Regions from separate parts of the Mus musculus genome. Here region 2 is linked to region 1. A link is a contact called in public Hi-C data. All regions are on one chromosome and are shown on one strand. Each heading gives the region's core, a stretch centred on a gene start, on an enhancer-like site or on the middle of the called end of the contact. The rest is flanking DNA. Distances are from core to core; before and after follow the strand shown.

Region 1 (6,522 bases), core at 262-2,761:
CCCGTTTTGGTCTTTTATGGTAATTTTCCATCACTATAGTGAAAATTTGCTATAAATCATTAGGCAGTAACAAAATGATTATTTGGACACAAAATCTTGCAAGTTTTAGTTTACGATCTAAGAGTTCCATTATCTTTAGGTCTGTGGAGAGGCCACATTATCATGGTGGGACGAGACATGTACCCCAGCTGAGAAAAGAGGGGGAGAAGAGGGCTTGTGATCTTATATCCTTGTCAAGTGTGTCCAGTGACGGTAAGACCCCTGCTAAGTCCCACCTCTTGAGGGTACCATTGCCTTCCAATAGTGCATAGGCTGGGGACCAAACCTTTCACATAGGAGCCTTCAGAAGACTCTCCTCTCCCTCCCTCCCTCCCTCCCTTCCTCCCTCCCTCCCTCCCTCCTTCTCTCCCGCCTCCCTCCCCCGCTGCCCCCCCCCCCGCCAACTACCCAAGGATCAATAAGCACAGTGTTGTAGCTAGCTCCAAGCCACTCCAAGCCATTTCCAAGCCAAGGGAAAATGGCACTCAGATAAAGTCATGTAGTTCAGCTCCCACCTCAAACACTCTGCTCAGCTTTTGTCATCAGACTGCCACTGTCCTTCAAAGGACACTTTCCAGGTCATAGCTATTTTGTCACAGAGATTGTTGCACAGTTCAGGAGTTGAAAGGCAGTGATAGCATATGAAGTGTTCCGTCTAGAGACATTTTTCTACCAGTACATTTTTTTAAGGATTTTTTTAAAATAATACATAAAATTTCTGTGTGCATGTGGGTTTGTGCTCACGTGACTACAGGTGCCCACAGAGTCCAGTAGAGGGTACCAGATCACCTTGAATTGTAGTTACAGATGGTTGGGATGGCCCTACATGGGTGCTGGGAGCCAAGCTGGGGCTCTCGGTAGAGCAGAACACACCCTTAAACTATCTCTCCAGGACAGGATCACAACTTTGATTCAAAATAAAACAGTGGTTTTATCTTTGATTGCTTTTGACTGCCCCTTCTTCTCCCCCATTCTACCCCTTTCTCCCCATCCCCTGCTTCCCTACCCACTGCCAAAAAGAAAAAGTGCAAATAGCACCTTAGGAGTTGTAAACTTGCTAGTTCAGTAATGGACTCACGGGTATACCCTGGGTTCTTCTGGAGACCCCCAGCACTTCATTACACTACATTACACTATGACCCAGTGTGAATCCAGAATGCTTGAATGAGCTGCTAACTCTGAGTGGTCCTTTTCCAATATCCTTAGAGTCCTTGAACTCCAAGTCCCAGCTTTGATGGTTCACTAACATCCTCAGATCCACAAAGTAGACCCAGCACAGACTGGGTAAGCCTCAGTTCACCTCCCCTAGACACGGGTTGGGAAGGGCATGAGACTTGGCACCCAGAGCCCATGCTGTGTGCCCTGCTCTCATCACCTCTGTTTGCCAGTTAGGAAACTGAGGCTATGAGGAGGAGGGACTCCACATAGAGCTGTCCAGCACGAAAGCATGCCGCATGTCATCTTCCTGTCTGTTCCCACACTCCCTTCCTGCCTGGCTGACTTTCTTCCCCGCAGTGCTCCAGTTGCTAAGCGTCTAGCATGCCTCACCACCAAAATTTCCTGACATGAGAAAATTCCCAGCACTGGCTGGCCACTTGAGTCTTTCAGTGTCTGAGTTACTTATAGTCACAGATCACTAAGACACTGGAAACTGTGCCACGTCAGAGTCCCTGGCACACAGAACTGATAAAGTTGACAAGGTTTGTGTCTGCTATTGTGCATAGTTTTGGTGACTAGGACACAAAGGCTTTCCTCTGGGACACATTTCCAGCTGAGCTGTTGAGTTGGTCATCTCTGTCTCGGCTGCACAGAGAGGAGGTTGACATCCTCTGGGCCCCGGGTCCTCCCTGGATGAGCTGAAGTCACATGGCAATGCAGCAGGATACGAAGCACATCCTAAGACGCAGCTCCAGGAAAGTTCAGCCCAAAATAAACCTGAAGTCTAAGTAAATAAAGCATTGGGAATATTTTGGGAGAGCAATTCCACAAAGCACAAAAAAAAAAAAAAAAAAAAAAAAGGCAGGGAAATGGGAACACAATTGTCCACAGCCTTTGTTGTACAGTTCTGTCTTCTGATACAGCTTGCTAAGATCCTGTTGAGTATCTCACATTTGTAAAGGCAGGAGTGAGCCAGGGTCAGAAAAATTACATTGTTTCTTCTGAGAGACTGGTGTCATTTAAGCACTGGTTTGAGACAGGGCGGGGAGCTTGATGAGGACTGGGGGCTCTGGTGATTAAAGCAGGATGGAAGGAGAATATAATCTGTGCCAAGGGACCTGGAGGGATCGGCTAAGGAGCACTCTGTTGAGTCACACAGGCTCTTGTCTCCCGGGGGGCGAGAGGGGAGGCACTCGGAGTCTTCATGATCTCACAGGATGAAAGGAGAAAGAACGCTGTTACAGAAAGGGGCAATGTGCATGGCTGTGCATGTGGCTGAAGGGCAGGGCGTGTGCTTACCATGTGCAGGGCATGTGCTTAGCATGTGCAGGGCATGTGCTTAGCGTGTGTAGGACTCTGGGTTCAATTGTCAAAATAAACAAAACAAAGTTGGAGTGAGATAACACTCATATATTAAGCGCCATCTCAATAAGCACTTAATAGCAAATCAAACAGAGCCATCATTGTGATTCATGCAATCCTGCACTTTTCAATCATGCAGCCAAAATCTAATTAATGTTTATTATCCCCCAACTAAGTACTGAGACTATTACAGTTCTAAGAAACTATCTGTGCTCTTAAGACGCTTGCAAGCTAGTGGGAGGCAATGATAAACTAAAGCTATTAAACAGGCAATTGAGGAAAAAGGTACTGAGAAAGGCTGCCTTATAACTTTGACCTTTATAGGGCCCGCGAGATGGTTCAGTGGGCAGAGTCACTGACAACCGGAGTGTGGTCTCTGGAATATACATGGTGGAAGGAGAGAACTGACACCTCAAGTTGTCCTTTAACCGCCACATGAATGCCACAGCTCACTGCACACATGCCTCCACAATCAATCAACCAACCACCCAATCAATCAATCGATAATGTATTAAGATGCTAAAAGAACAAAAGTAAAATCCCAGAGAGGAGGTGGCTGGGATTTTGGCAGACGGAGGTACATGTTGACTATAAACCCAGTGACTTTTTTCTGTCTACGTTTTTGCTTCACTTCGATCCTTCAGAATTTCTGGCCATGGTGGCTCATATCTTTAATCATATCTTTGGGAGGCAGAGGTGTCTCTGTGAGTTCCAGGCCAGTCTTGTCTAGTCTACCCAGGGCTACATAGTGACACTCTAAACGCTTCAGAATAGGTAAAACATGGAGGACCTTGATTTAAACATGAGAAGCAAAAACTTGTTGGAATTGACTTAGACACGCAGGTTGAAGCAACGGTGGAAGTCTGGATGGCACTGTTTTTAGGTTTGGAGACAGATAGACCTGGGTTTGAATCCTGCTGTTGCCATTTGTACAAATTACTTACATCTCAGGATCAGCTGGGCCCATGAAAACTCAGCAATATGGCTACCCAAACAAATCTTGACTAATGATCAGACCAATTGACGTGCAAAGCTCAAACCAGGAAGCCTCACAAGGCCTCGACCCTAGATGAAGCACTATAGGCCATCAGTAGCTACTGGGGGAATCAGCTCTCTCCAGAAACCAGCTCACTGGCAGGTTATGCAGTCCCAAGTGGTCAGCCCTATGTATGTGTAGCTACCAGCAACACTACATGGACTCAGTAGGTTGCATATTGTGTACACATGTATGTGTGTGTATGGGACAACAACTAAAGAATCCGTCAGGAACTTGAGGGTGAGTTAGGGCAGGGGAGTTGGAAGGGGGACAGAGAGGGGTGGAAATTATGTAAATACAGTACTCATACATGAAATTCACAAATAAAATAACACACTCGAGAGCATGTGCGCACACACACACACACACACACACACATGCAATATGGCCTTGGGGGTGAGGGGGGGGGGGGTGTGAGAGAGAGAGAGAATAAAGCTACCAGAGCACCAGACACAGAACATTCTCTTCTTTCGCTGAGATCAAACAGGGCATCTCTCATCTTCAGTTCCCTCAGTATGTACGTCTCTGCACCACCAAGCCTTGGTTGGAGCTGCTGCCATCTCTCAACTGCATTATGGGAAGACATTGGATGCTTGTCTCTGCTCCACAACCTGCCCTGCTCCAGTCCTGTCCTTTGGTAACAACTAATATTGCTATGAAACTCATGGGGGCAGGGGAGGAACTCATGCCTTTCTCCTGTTCCAGTTCCTTGCTTGGCTCTCCTGTCTTCATAGTCATCTGATGGGCTTCAGGGCCTTCAGTATCCAGCCCTCAGATGCCTGTCCTGCCCTTGCTCCTTGTCAGACTCCATGTTTGTCTCTGGAACTCGGAAGGTCATTCTTCTACCTTGGATACCACATCCCTGCTAACCATACTCTTCTCCTACAGGCTAAAGCCTCTTTCTCCAGATTCATCCCAGAAGTGTTAGGCTCCTAAGCTGCTCCTAGAAGCAAGCTATGATTCCCTTCCCCTCTTCACCTCAAGCAAATGTGGAGTTGGCTACACCCATCTATGCTCTCATAACCCCATCCTTGCATTTCCCCCATGAAGTATATGCTATTACCGTCCACCTCCATGTATCCATCACAAGATAGAGACCTTTAGGAGTATGTGGGAAGCCACATGTGCTGTTGTAGAGTGGCACTGACTACTGCTGGCCACCACGCATAAGTTTGGACAAACAAACAATGTGTACATATGCAGTAAAGTTTTTTGCAAAGACACTGCCTGGCCCGGGCATGATAATGAGGCTTTGAGAGTATAACCAATCAGATGTGATACATGCAAATGAGGTATGATAATGAGGCTCTGTGAGGTACAGAGAGAGAGAGAGAGAGAGAGAGTAGCCAATCAGATGAGGAACATGCAAATGAGGCACAGTGCATAACCAATCCGGGTGTGAGACACGCCACTCCTAGGCCTATAAAAGCAGCACCAGTTCTGGGTTCGGGGTCTCTTCGCCTCTGCAATCAAGCTCTCCCAATAAATGTGTGCAGAAGGATCCTGTGTCGTTACTGCTGGCCAGTCCGGCTAGCGCAAGAGGAGTACGTTTTATAGCTTTTATTCATTGTTTGGGCTACTTGAAGGAATGCACAGATGGGCCTGGTGGTATGTGCCTGTAATCAAAGCTAAGTAGTGAGGCTGAGGCAGGAAGATTGCAAATTCAAGGCCAGAAACTCAATGAAACCTGATGTGAAAATAAAAGCGAGAAGAGGGCTGAGGGTATAGATCAGTAACAGAGTGACTGCTTCACGTGCGTAAGGCCCCAGGTTCAGTCCCCAGTACGAAAGAGAGGGGAAGATGGAGAGATGGATGAAAGAATGAGTGTTTTCCCGATCTCCACCTAGTGAAGATAGAGATGATATTCAAACTAAAGTCAAAGCAATGGTCAATAGCAAATACTCTCATCATCCTGGTTGAAACCTAACTAAAGCCTGAAGTAGAAGAAGAAGAATCACAGCCCCAGAACATTCTCCCCTTCCGGGCCCTCCCACACACATCTTCAACAACATCTCTGCTTAATATGGACTCCTTTTGGTGAGGAAATTATGTCTCTTGAGGACTGAAGGACTCCTTGTCGTGTACAAAATCATTATTGTTTGAGAAGGCATTGGCTTCTCTGAGTCAGTTGACATCACTTTTCGTGACAGTGATTAGCAGGGGGGTTTCCTGGGTCCAGGACTCTGGTTGGCAAGAGGGCTTGGAGAGTGGGAAACACCTCCGTTCAACAGAAAGTTCCTGGAATTTTGAGCAAGTGTGTGTGTGTGTGTGTGTGTGTGTGTGTGTGTGTGTGTGTGTGTGTGTGTTTTCTTAGTCATACAAATGTATTGAGCTAACCATTCTTCTGTCAATATTTGTGAACTGAAAATACAACAAACTGTCCCCTGTACTGGTCAAAGTCTAGACATTGACTGATGGGACCAGGAACAAAATTCCCTGGGAACAAAAAAAAAACAAAGATTTCAAAACTGGCTGTAGAAAAATGGGTTTCCGGTTCTGGAGAGCTTTGCCCATGGTAGAAAGAGCACTCATCTACCACCGAGTACCATGGGGACATGAAAGATGGAGGCCCTTAAACGCTACAGTGAGTAGTAATAACACCTTGTGCTGGGGGCACATCTACTGGCTCCTCTCTAATCTTGAGCCTTAAGAATTTCTATCTCTAATTTCCAATTTCAAAACAATCCACAGAGAAGTTGAAGGACTGCCACTGGTCAGGGAGCTGATGTCAGAGATAGGTTTACATCTAACCCTTTTTTATTTTGTTACCCAGGACCCTTAATCCTACCCCAATCCAGCCACTACTGCCTTTCCCCTGAGTAACTAAAGAGTCCTTTTCCTTGTATGCTTCATCCAACAGTCTCTCTAGGGGATTCCCCTTGAAACATGTAATTCCAGTCATATCTATCTTTTACCTGCAGTGGGCA
Region 2 (6,993 bases), core at 1,979-4,478, 190 kb before region 1:
TACCTTACCCAAGTCACTTCATCGCTCTGACTCTACAATCCCCCATCTGTAAAGTAGACACTGTCCTGCCACCTCACGGCTGTATTGGACTGACAAAGTCAGAGAGAGGAGCACTGAGTTGATACATGCCAAGTGTTGGCTTTGATTTTTTTCAAAACCTTCTTTAATGAGGGTTCTTAAACGCTTCAACCTCCCTTCTAGCCCACTACCCATCAGAGGTAGTAGAAAGGAAAGGCTGATAGGGCAAAGGGTGTGTAAACTTGTTTAGAAATAATTCTTTGGGGCTATGCCAATCTTCAGTGTCAGCAGTCCAGTTCTTTAGCAAAACACCACGACAAATCAGCAGCAGCAGCAGTCCAGTCCACTCGGCAATCACAATTCACAAGTCAGCAACAGCAGTTCAATCCAGAACTGTGAGGCTCTACCAATCAACCCAACTCCTCAGAAGTGGCCAAGAAGCCATTGGAAAATCACAAGAAATTCTTTGAAGAGTCACTGTCTATGAAGTCACGCCAAACAAGGATCAGTGACATGGGGCAAGGCTAACTAATGCCAGAGTGTCTTCAGCAATGAATAAAGAGGCAGAGCGAAGCAAACCAAGGCCAAGGTCTCCTCCCACTGTCAGTGGAGTCATTTATATTCTTTCTAAACATCACACATCCTCTCACATGTCTGCTTCAGCAAAATCTCCTCTCACCTGTGTCTGCTTCAGCAAAACATTCTTTCACCTGTCGGCCCCAGCAAACATATGACATAACTGAGTTTCCAAAGAAATGAGATATTTCCACTTCAGCCAGCTCCAAACTTTGCTCTCCGCAAGGACCCAAGAGACCTGAGTCGAATCTGAGAATTAAGACAATGTAACAGTCTAAAATAAATGCATATTAAAAAATCTATGACTGGAATGTCCTCCAGAATGAATATCTTATGATTGCTGTGTTTACTCAGCCCTCATTGTTTGCCAAGAGTGTCCTGGAACAACAAGAGCTGAAGAGGATCATACCCACAGGTGCCCTACCTGTCACCCACTGCAGTCCCAGGCTTGAAGAGAGAGGAAAAGGTGAACTGGATACCTCTCTCTATTTCCAGATGGCCAACACATCCTGCCACCATGGCTTCCCCACTATGATGGGCTGTACCCTTAATCCCATAGTCAAAACACTGTGTCTCTCAACTGCCTTGACTAGGGTACTGTCACAGCTGTAAGAGGAGTCCCTGGTGTATCTTGTAACCATCTCAAGTTAAATGTGTTTAAAAGCAAGATTAGTGGCACTCTCATACAAGCTGTTCCCCTTTGAATTTCTCACTTAAGAATGTCATTTACCAACAGATCTGGGAGATGGTAGGTCTAGAGATAGTGAGTTCAACCACTGTGGAATCCCTTGGCTTCCTACCGAACCTGCCCATGAAGCCTGGAGGTGGAATATTTTCTCACACTTATCTCACTCATTGGCCTTGCCAATAATTCAGACTGTATCTTCCACGGGCTTGTTAGTTCAAGGACCTTTTAGAAAATTTATTTTCTTAGACTTTGATGCCTTCAGAGGGCAAGGAACACACTCTCTATATAATATATTCTTAGTGGTCAAAACAGGTATAGCATAATGACACTCAGTTGAAATTTTCCTGCTTTTACTATAGCATGCTCACATAAGCTATGACTGACCACAGTTTATTCCTCTTCGTGGGACTACAAGCCCTTGGTTTGTCTTTGCTGTATTAGCACCTCACTCACCGCCCGATACATAAGAAGTATCAGGAAACTATGAATGAATGAATGAATGAATGAATGAATGAATGAAGAAATGGCACAGTAAACTAATGAATGGAGAACAAAGAAACAAAGGAAGCAATGGAGTTCTTTCCACTGGACAGCCCTGGAAAGCCCTGAGTAAGCCACCACCAGTGGAAGTTTAAACAAATACTCTCCCTCCTCCTCCCCATGTCACAACCCAGGCGAGACTCTAAAAGGAACCTTGAGAGCAGCCTGATGTTGAGTGAGAAATTCTCACCAACAATCAACAACCAGCTTGACCTTTCAAGTTCCCATCCTCTCTCCTCTCTTTATCGTTCTCATTTCCCACCTGGCCCATTATTTCAATAATGACTTCAAACGCCAAGTTTTGCTATTCAGGGCACTATGGAAATATGTTTTTCTCATCGGCTCTAATGAAATAGTTTCCACTGTCTGTTTCCCTTGCAGATAGCGATCACAGTCCGGCCGCAATAAAAAAGAAAGCCCAAACTCTTGACCGATATAGAATCTGAAACTTGTCCTTGGAAAGCAACACCCTAGGGGATTCTATCATAACTGCTCTGGACTCAGCCTGGCTGTTCCTGTTGAACACAAGGTATTTATTTGGAATGATCTGTTTCTGTGAACTGACTTCCCGATTCTTCACTCTAAGTCTTCCCAGAAAGCCAAAAGAAGATGACTTTGAAGAATGTCAGTCCCTTAAGACCTCCAGTGGAAGGCTTCCCAGGGTCTAACAATAGGATTTCAATGCCCCTATCTTCTTCTACCACCTCCTCTGGCTATATAGTCCTTCATCTTTTATTGCATTGTTGCCTGGGCACTTGCCTGTCTCAGGTTGGCTGACTGCATAAGCACGTCAAAACCTTCTCCCACCAGGCACAAGATAAATGGCCTTGGACAACTGCTTTACCTTTTGATTTCAGTATCCCACTTAATGCTTCATAGGATACTATGAATTACATAATATACCAGGTGCCCCACCGGAACAGGTTCCTGGCCAATTGGAGGAGCATGTGCTGTGCCTCCTTCTTGTCAGTATTTGATTTCTCTGAGCTCTTGGAGGATGATGCTAGCACAGAGTTTATAGCTGGGATGGCCTTGAGGGATAGCCCATTTCACATGTTTAATACATATACATGCTCACCTCAGCACACTCTCCCCCATATGTACACTAACCATATATATATATATATGTATATGTATGTATATGTATGTGCCACATAAATTATATGGATATCATATAAAACAGAAATGCAGATCACACTATGCAAAATATTACATGCATACCAGATTCACAAATACTATACTACACACACACACAATTCAATTTAACATACACACACTGGGAGGTGGGGTGTGGCAGGTATTTGGACATTTGCCAATTAAAGTTCCCAGAGTGACTTGTCCCCACTGCCCTTTGTTGTGATCCTAAAGAGGAAACAACTCCTGAGCTCCATCCAAAGGGATTGGGAGGAAATGCTTTAGGAAGCACAAAGAAAGGGGATGTGCTGTCCTTTTAAAGCTTGTGATCTTTGCTGAGACCCTGTTTTCAATCCTGGCTGATAGCAATCAGCAGCAACATACCTGGATCATTCACTCAAGATCGGGTACCGTTTAGCACACACTTAGGAGGCATTCAGGCCATCTAGCCAACCTCTGTGTGTTCAGCTGATAATCAGTCTGGGGCAAGCAAGCAGTTATCCTAGCTGATCTCTGCCACCACTTCAGCTTTGCTCCTGAGCAGTAGACTAGCTACAAGCTGACACTGACCAGACACTGACTGACCAAGGAGCCTGTATCTACCTTGCTGTACTTTACCAACAAATGTCTCAAAACTAACAGTTAGCCTCCATTGATCTGGGGTGTGGACCTTTATTCCATTTCATCCACCTGTAAATGTGGCTACTATCTGTGTTGTTAAGGTTTGACACCTTCCAACAGCCTACTGACTGTCTAAGGTCCATGTGATGCTTAGTGCCCTCGGCTCTAAATCAGTTCAGTAACAGCTTTGTTATTCAAAATGCACAGATTTCTAGAGAGGCCAAACCAGCTGTTTCCTTCCAGCCCAAGCTTAGTCATTTGTTAATTGAATTCAACCTAACAATTTCCCCACAGAGCCATTTACCATCAGGATAGGACATAGCCACTCCAGCCTCGGAGATGTGAGGAGGTGATGGAGTCCATGATGTCAGGCAAGTAGAATTTCAGTGATTTCATTAAAAAGAAGCACTGTCTCCTTTGTCATGTCTGAGTTGTGCAGCTAATAATTAAAATCTAGCTCTTCGTGCTTTAGATATTATAACGGAAACGTGTGTATTAATGGCAAGAATAGAACTCCAGAGTCCAAGCCAGGGTGAGTCTTCAAAAGAACTGTCCAATGGGATCAGCATCTTCTACCCTGTGTTGCACCTTGGTGCTGGATCAGATGACCTCCAAGCGCCTTCCCCTCTTTATTTCATGTTCTTAGCAGTTAAACTAAGTTGTGTTTATTATCTCGTTAGTTATTTACAGTGGCCTGGAAGATTTTCACTTTTATTTCCCAAATATGGAAGTTATGGATCACATAAGTATCTCACTAAATATCTCATAGCCCACAGTGGCAAAGGCAGAACACGGAGACTGCCCCATGCTCAGGACACCACACTGGCTTGCCTTCAGCCATCCCACGAGTGTCTGCAATTTGATAACGGTAGACTTCCAGGGGATGGCTTGAGACTTTCTGGTCCATGTGTCAGAAAAGATTAGGGATATCTCTTGTAGGTATAGGCTTGACTGCAGAACTTCCCGCTGGTCAGAAGATGACAGCTGGTCAGCTCACCCTTAAGTACTGGATGTCACTTTCTCAAGGTGGCCTTCCTTATACCCTTGACTCTGGGTCCCACTATCACATGTTACTTCAGTGTCTTGTTCTTTGTACTTTACAGTACCATATTCAAAGTAAGGCTCCCTAATTGTTCTTCCCGTGGATGAGCCCTGAGCTTCCTAAAGGTAAGGATGACAGGCAGTACAGCTTCTAGCACTGGAACAAAAGGATCAATTACCCTGTCTCATGGGAAAGTCTCTATAGTGTAGAGACTATGAGCCAATCAGTCAGAAAGAAATATCCCAGAGTTAGCTAGAACATGCCCACAAAAGAGAATAACAGTTGGTCAGATTCCATTGGCTGCTTCTCAGTGATAGTGAGACCAGGCATCAGATAAGAGGAAGCATTATGACGAGAGGACCTGGAACCTTTGCTCCATCTTGATAAGTTGCATGGCTCTAGGACATCTTGGCAACTGGGCCAGGTGGACAAAGTTTTCGGCTCTCTTCAGAGCTCTCATTAGAAAAGATGACTCTAAAGTTGAGAAATGTTTTCCTTCTTCCACATCTGAAAGATGGAAAGGCGTTGAAAGGTGCTAAGGGGCATGGAAGAATTCCATGAGCAAACATGGCAAGGGGTCTATATGAATGGATTCCATGAGAGAACAGGGCAGTGTGGATGTAAAGACTAATTCCCTGAGAGAACACAGCAGGGGCTATGTGAGGAGAGGCACCCTCTTGGAACTATAGAAATCCCACATCAGAACCAGAAAGGCCAACCAAAATGCTAATAGGCCAAAGTGAAGTGATGAAAATATAAATTAAAATGTGACAGTTGGACCAAATGAACAAAATCAAAATAGACTATGGGGGTTCATTCTGTAGCGATCACTAGTTGATAGAGCATGGCCATTTCAGTGCCCCTTTGGTCTGCCTCCTAGTCATTAGCTATTTTGACAACTTTGGTCTTCTTTGAGTATCATAAAAAAGCATGTTACATGGATTAGGAAACAAACTCAGAAGCCACCGGCCTAGTCACGTATCTTGGAGCAGCCAGCTGGATCGGAAGCTTATGTCTCTTGAGCAGCAGCTCCCAGTTCCTCTCAGGGCATCAGGCTGTTATAGACTAACAGTTGTTTAATTGTAGGATGGTCTCACCTCAGTTTTTCCAGGACCAAGATGCCCTTGATCTTGCTTATATATTTATCCAACAAAAATTTACAGTTTTGCATTTCCTAGAAGAGGGATGTAGGCATTTCTGTTAGCAACAGTAAGTTGATAATAGTGATAGTCTGATAATACTGTTTCCAGCTACTGCACACAAGCATCCTACATCCCAGCTGGCTCTGTCACCACAAGGTACACATGTTTTTCAGCTTCACCATTTTTCCTGATTATTTTTTTAAATTATGTTGTTTTATTTATTTTTTTATTGGGTATTTATTTCATTTACATTTCCGATGCTATCCCAAAAGTCCCCTACACGCTCCCCCACCCACCCACTCCCACTTCTTGGCCCTGGCATTCCCCTGTACTGAGGCATATAAAGTTTGCATGACCAATGGGCCTCTCTTTCCACTGATGGCCGACTAGGCCATCTTTTGATACATATGCAGCTAGAGTCAAGAGCTCCGGGGTACTGGTTAGTTCATATTGTTGTTCCACCTATAGGGTTGCAGATCCCTCCCAGCTCCATGGGTACTTTCTTTAGCTCCTCCATTGGGGGCCCTGCAATCCATCCAATAGCTGACTGAGAGCATCCACTTCTGTGTTTGCTAGGCCCCGGCATAGTCTCACAAGAGACAGCTATATTTTTCCTGATTATTAAAGAAATTCCATGACCATTGTAAAGATCACCCAAATAGGAAATACTTAAAAGAATAATCTCCCCTATCCTTTGCTACAGTGTACTTTTCCCCACAATAATAGAATAAAATGTGGAATCTATTGATTGTTGATTGACAGGTGTATTAGTCAGGGTTCTCTAGAGTCACAGAACTTACAGATAGTCTCTAGATAGTAAAGGAATTTATTGATGACTTACAGTCGGCAGCCCAATTCCCAACAATTGTTCAATCGCAGCTGTGAATGGAAGTCCAAGGATCTAGCAGTTACTCAGTCTCACGCAGCAAGCAGGCGAAGGAGCAAGAGCTCGAGCTAGACTCCCTTCTTCCAAAGTCCTTATATTGTCTCCAGCAGAAGGTGTAGCCCAGATTAAAGGTGTGTTCCACCACACCCTTAATCCCAGATGAAAGGCGTAGCCCAGATTAAAGGTGTGTTCCTTAAACTCGGAGATTCAATCTTCTGGAATCCATAGCCACTATGGCTCAAAATCTTCAAACCAAGATCCAGATAAGGATCTCCAAGCCTCCAGATAAGGGTCACTGGTGAGCCTTCCAATTCCGGATTGTAGTTCATTCCAAATATTGTCAAGT

Evidence for each region. A called contact is a pair of places that touch in the nucleus more often than the background predicts.
Region 2: a contact with region 1 is called in a Hi-C map of cardiac endothelial cells, with 2.5 times the contacts expected there. The contact joins two enhancer-like sites. A contact is called at or near these places in 2 of 484 Hi-C or Micro-C datasets (cardiac endothelial cells and psoas muscle) and 1 of 115 datasets of contacts at active chromatin or transcription factors (cardiomyocytes).

The regions. Positions count from the first base shown.
Region 1 is chr4:105,308,615-105,315,136 of GRCm38.p6, reverse strand. Gm40217 (a long non-coding RNA gene) reads left to right here. Exons shown (of 4, transcript XR_867967.1): 3 at 140-252; 4 at 4,101-4,759. Among named protein-coding and RNA genes, the nearest start is that of Gm40217, 7.3 kb to the left of the region's middle. Within about 2 kb of position 1,511, at least 17 of the 459 cell types and tissues checked have an H3K27ac peak or open chromatin away from gene starts, as enhancers often do. A contact at or near this core is called in cardiac endothelial cells, where this site is marked.
Region 2 is chr4:105,502,601-105,509,593 of GRCm38.p6, reverse strand. No RefSeq gene overlaps it. Among named protein-coding and RNA genes, the nearest start is that of Gm40217, 190 kb to the right of the region's middle. Within about 2 kb of position 3,228, at least 5 of the 459 cell types and tissues checked have an H3K27ac peak or open chromatin away from gene starts, as enhancers often do. A contact at or near this core is called in cardiac endothelial cells, where this site is marked.